Regions from separate parts of the Macaca mulatta genome. Here region 2 is linked to region 1. Evidence: chromatin contacts called from public Hi-C data. All regions are on one chromosome and are shown on one strand. The core of a region is the stretch at or near the end of the contact, and the rest is flanking DNA. Distances in the headings are between cores, read along the strand shown.

Region 1 (2,763 bases), core at 198-2,697:
CTCTCTCCCAAGTCCTACCACCAAACCCCAGAGCTGTTCCCGACACACTGCTTCCCCCTCCTGTCTATAGTTGCTACTGCAGCTGCTGTGCGTATAGTAGATTTTTCAAGCACTTCAGGCTATCCGAGACTGGTCTGGGGTTGGGAAGAGAAAGAATGTGTGTATAAAGGCTTCACCAGCCCCCTCTCTCTTCCTGTGGACTTCACAATGAAAGTTTGGACCAGAGACCTCGTAAGAGAAGGAACCTCCCTCATCCTTGGATATGGAGAAGTAGTACAAGCTGTAGTGTGGTTGGAATTTCTAAGTGGAGAGAGGATGGATGGGTTTGGAGGGAATGAGTTTACCAGATTAAGGCAATGATGATGATGATGATGATGATGATGATGATGATGATGATGCCATTTATTGAGTAGGTGCCAAGCCCTATACAAATTGCTTTTCATTCTGTTACTTAATCCTCATGACAACCCTCTAAATTGGGTACTATTATTCTTTCCATTTCACAGATGGGGAAACTGATAGGGAGATTAATTGTCTTGCCCAAGATTACACAGTGTTTGAGCGGTAGCAGAATAGAACCCAGACATTTAGACTATGGAGACCTATTCCCCACCTTGGCCCATTCCTGCCCTACCACCACTACCACCACTCCTTCTTTCTCAAAGTGTCCTTTCCAGAACCACATCAAAAACTCTTAAAATGATGGTAAATATTCAGGTTCCAAGGACCTCATCCCAGCCTACTGAATCATGACCTCTGGAGTGGAATCTGGGGATCCGCTTTCAAAGACCCTAACACACACTAAAGTTTGAGAATGAGGTTGAAAGAGGAGTCAGAAGTGTCGGGGTACGGGAAGGGATCTGAGGTCAGGGGAGGGAACTGTTCTCCAAAGAGGAGTCTGCAGTCAAAGAGGCCTGGGGACGAAGTATGGGCTGGGGTTTTCAAAAGGGCCTGCGGGTGAAGACAGAGTCTGAAGTCGAAAAAGAGGTCTAAGGTCGGAGGAGGAGTCTAAAATCGGAGGAGGGGGATCTCGGAGTTCAAGGAGGGGTCCGGGGTCCGAGGAGTTTGGGGTCAGAGACAGGATCGGGGTCTAGAGGGATTTGCGGTCAGTGAAAGGGTCTGGGGTCCGAAAAGGAAGCCCGGGATTTGAGGAGGATACTAGCTGGATTCAGACTGGAAGGAGGAACGGGTTTGGTCCCTGAGCTGCGTAAAGTGCAGAGCCACTGAAGTCTCACTTGCTCCGCGCTCTCCCCTCGACCCTGCGCTGCCTTCCTGGCTCTCCATCTACGCGCACCTGCGTGCCAGCTGCAGGCTGACAGCGCTGAGCAGGCGGGGGCGAGTCAGCCCGGGACACAGCCAAGGGCGGGGTGAGGCGCCCCCTCCCGGCTGTCCCGAAGCTCAGGCCCCGCCCTCCGCCCTCCCACTCCCTCACCGCAGCCACTTCCGGCAGGCGCTGCGCTGCTGGGGGGCGCGGGCGAGGATGGCGGCGGAGAACGAGGCCAGTCAGGAGAGCGCCCTGGGCGCCTACTCGCCAGTGGACTACATGAGCATCACCAGCTTCCCGCGGCTGCCCGAGGACGAGCCGGCGCCCGCGGCCCCGCTGAGGGGCCGCAAGGACGAGGACGCCTTTCTGGGAGACCCCGACACCGGTGAGGCCCGCTGGCCCCGTCCCTGCCCTGCCTTGGGAAGTCCCGGTCTTCCTTCTTCTGTGTAGAGCATCCACCTCCAGCTCCATCTCCTTAATTCATTCCCATCTTCTTGGACCTCTCCATTCTTCTCCCTTGTCTCTGTTAATTATTTGGTGGGGAAGGGGTGCATTTCTGCCTTGGAGGCGTAGGATGCGACAACGGGGAGTGTGCTAGGGACTGCAGTAGAAGGGATTGGGCTTACCTTCTGGGAAGAACCAACTAAGGATGAAGGAATGTTGGAGGGGAGATCCTAAGGAACCTCTGTGATCACCCAGAAGAGGCCTTTCTCTAGCCACAGAGGACAGGATACGAGAAACCAAGTCAGAGACTGCAGCAAGAGGGATCCAATCTATGCCTTAAGAGAAGTTCCCCACAGCCAGGGATTGTGGGAAGCAGAGGGTCTGAGAGAAGCGGAGAATCTCTTCATGTGTAGGGAGGGGTAAAGAGAATATGATTCCCCTCTGCTGGGTATTGGGAGACTGAGGCATGGACTGCATGACCTCTCAAAGTCCTTGGGGACTAGAACGCCTTCACTGTCCTGTGGATTACCCCACCTCTCCCCAAGCCATGGATCTGGCCGGGGTATTAGTAAGGTACTCTGCTCGCTAGGAAGCAGTCTCCAGAATTTTACTGTGTTCCCCTCAGCCCTCTGCTGGAATTGTGAGAAGTGGGAGTAGAGAGGGAGGAGACAGGGATTGGAAGAACCTGGGGGCAAAGAGCTCTCTGTGCATTCCTTCCGTGCTGCTCTTCCTCCTAGCCATGTGGCCCAGCTCCATCCTCTCCTCCATTCTTCATCCTTCATCCCCCATCCCTCTGTCCCTGCACGTCACTTCCTGGCATTAGAGCATCCTTCTACCTCACTCGCGCTTCCTCGCAGTGCCTGCACTTGTGCCTTGTCTCTTCCCAGCCTGGCAGATGCTGCTTTTCCGGCCTGGCCCTTCCCTAGCTGCTCCCAGTCTGAGAGCCCCAAATTCTCTTCTCCTCTACACTTTCTGGTCATCTGGCCCTCACCAGCAGCCCTTGCCAACCTGACTGGACTGCACTCTATATGGGGTGGGGGTGAGGAGATAATGAG
Region 2 (2,763 bases), core at 144-2,643, 270 kb before region 1:
CTTTTGCCCAGGCTGGAGTGCAGTGGTGCGATCCTGGCACACTGCAACCTCTGCCTTCCAGTTTCAAGCGATTCTCCTGCCTCAGCCTCCCCAGTAGCTGGGATTACAGGCACCCACCACCACGCCTGGCTAATTTTCGTATTTTTAGTAAAGACGGGGTTTCACCATGTTGGCCAGGCTGGTTTCGATCTCTTAACCTTAGGTGATCCACCCGCCTCAACCTCCCAAAGTGCTGGGATTACAGGCTTTGGGCCACCGCGCCTGACCAAGGTATTCATTCTTACCTAAGACATTCTACAGGGCTGATAGGGGTAAGCTTCCGGTTTGAGATGGAGACTGAAGGGACCGTGATTGTGTAACCACATCCCAAAGTGGAAGGAAAGAAATGTCATGAATTTCTAGAACTGAAGGGATTTCAGGAAACCTCAAGAGTGACAGCATCAGAAAATGCAAGAGATAAAAAAAAAAAAAAAAAAAGTGGAAGTTTTGGACAAATAAATGTGAGTTGTATCTTATACAATCAACAAGTAACTGGTTTGGGAAGCTTAATATCCCTAAATAGCGGAGCAGACCACCCCTCATATTATCTTATGCCCAATTTCTGCCTCAAATAAAAAGTAGGAGTTAAAGACAGAAGTTAAATCAGTAGTCAGACAGCCCAGCGCTGCATTCCAGGCCTGGTAATTAAAGATCCAGCCCTGAACTAACCGGTTATATTATCTATAGATTCCAGACATTGTATGGAAAAGCATTGTAAAAATCCCTGTCCTGTTCTGTTCCCTTCTGATTACCGGTGCATGCAGCCCCTAGGCACATACCCACTGCTTCCTCAATCAATCACGACCCTCTCAGGCGGACCCTCTTAGAGTTGTAAGCTCTTAAAAGAGACAGGAATTGCTCACTCGGGGAGCTCGGTTTTTGAGACTTGAGTCAGCCCACGCTCCCAGCCGATTAAAGCTCCTTCCTTCTTTAACCCGGCGTCTGAGTTTTGTCTGCGGCTCCTTCTGCTACATAATAATGGTAGAGGCTGAACATTTCTCATGTTTACCCAGCCTTCATGCTTAATAAGGTTGTTGAAACAAATATGATAGAATGCATTTTAAATGCTCCGTACAGTACTAGTACACAATAAGTGCTCAATGCACGCTAGCTGTTATTATTAAAACACTAATTAATAACAGTAGTAACAACAGCCACTGTCTTTAAGACACGTTGATCAGTGTTTCCGAAACCGTATATCCCAAGTTGCTCTTCGGCCACGTTTCGCTGCCCATTGCATTCCGGGGCTTGTAGTCCGGAAGTGAGAGGCTGATTTCTCAGCGCGCAGGCGCAGTGGCGCGGGTCCCCGGAAGAACCCGCAGCAGCTCCCAGGATGAGCTGGTTGCAGTGGCTGCTGCTGCGGCGGCGGCGCTGAGAGGACGCGAGCTCTATGCCTTTCCGGCTGCTCATCTCGCTCGGCCTCCTGTGCGCGCTGCTGCCTCTGCACCATGGTGCGCCAGGTCCCGACGGCTCCGCGCCAGATCCCGCCCACTACAGGTGAAGGAGGCCAGGTTCCCGCCCTTTCGCAATTGGGGAATGGGATGCGCGAACCGGGTCCCTTCCCTTTCTGTCCATCCCAGGTCTCCTACCCCGACTTGCTCGGACCCCGCCGCTAGGTCCCAGGCAGAAATCAGCTAGTGATTCCCACTTTCCGCCCTGTATCTTGTTCTTCCCCTGCTTGTTTTTGTGTTCTGGCCCCATGCCTGATTTCTCGTCCCACGCCCAGGGAGCGAGTCAAGGCCATGTTCTACCACGCCTACGACAGCTACCTGGAGAATGCCTTTCCCTTCGATGAGCTACGACCTCTCACCTGTGACGGGCACGACACCTGGGGCAGGTAGTGCGAGCGGAGGGGCAAGGGGCGGCCAGGGTCTGACTCTCCGGGCCTAGGCGGGCGGGTCAACTGGGGCTGCTGGCTTCATGGTCTCCTCACCGGCACCGGAAAGCCCCCAGATGAGCTACAACCGCGCTCCCTCCAATTCTTGCTATCACCTCCAGGATCCATTTAGCCTCTCTCAGTGAAAAAAAAGTCCTAGATTAGCCGGGTGGGCTGGATCACTGGGCTCAGCGCCAGCAGTAACAGGCACCAGCTGTGGGGACATAGGCAATTTCTGGAGTAACAAGAAACCGTGGAAGGGCTCCAAGAATTAGAAAACCCAACCCTTTCATTGTGCAGGTGGGCATTCAGGTCGAGGAAGGAGTGTGACACTCCTAAAACTTAACTGTTTGTAGTTGGTGTTCCCTGTGCCTGAAATACACTCTCCCGGTTTTCCTCCCATAACTGGCTGCTGCTTGTCATTCAGATCTCAGCTCAGTAGTCACCTCCTCAGCATCCGCTTCCCTAACGACCCACGACTCCCTTTTAAGTCACTCTCACAAGTTACCTGTTTTATTTTCTTTGTAGCACTTCTCTTTGATACTCTCATTTTCACTTATCTACTGGTTTGTCTTTCTCCTTCCCACTAGAATAAAAATCTATGAGAGCTGGAATTCACTGGCTTATTCCTTGCTGAGTGAAGAATCATTGCATTAGCTGAAGCTGGCATTGATTGAACACTGTGCTAAACATTTTACTGTGTCATCTCCTTTAATTATCTTAATACCCCATACGAGTTAGGTGTCATTATCCCTGTTTTACACACGAATGTGCTAAGGTCGAGAGAAATTAAACTCAAAACTTGTGATGGTTTTTATTTTTTTAAGTTGCAACAAAGTAAATACAAA

The links. Hi-C and Micro-C count contacts between places; a contact is called where the count stands out from the background.
Region 2: a Hi-C map of fetal cortex germinal zone shows a contact between it and region 1, with 2.6 times the contacts expected there. The contact joins the promoter of EDEM2 here to the promoter of GGT7 in region 1. A contact is called at or near these places in 2 of 14 Hi-C or Micro-C datasets (fetal cortex germinal zone and liver).

What each region holds. Positions count from the first base shown.
Region 1 is chr10:87,666,641-87,669,403 of T2T-MMU8v2.0, reverse strand. It overlaps GGT7 (gamma-glutamyltransferase 7), which reads left to right and starts at 1,447. Exons shown (of 15, transcript NM_001267003.1): 1 at 1,447-1,649. The coding sequence starts at 1,481.
Region 2 is chr10:87,940,664-87,943,426 of T2T-MMU8v2.0, reverse strand. EDEM2 (ER degradation enhancing alpha-mannosidase like protein 2) reads left to right here and starts at 1,393. Exons shown (of 11, transcript NM_001261036.1): 1 at 1,393-1,536; 2 at 1,766-1,876. The coding sequence starts at 1,430.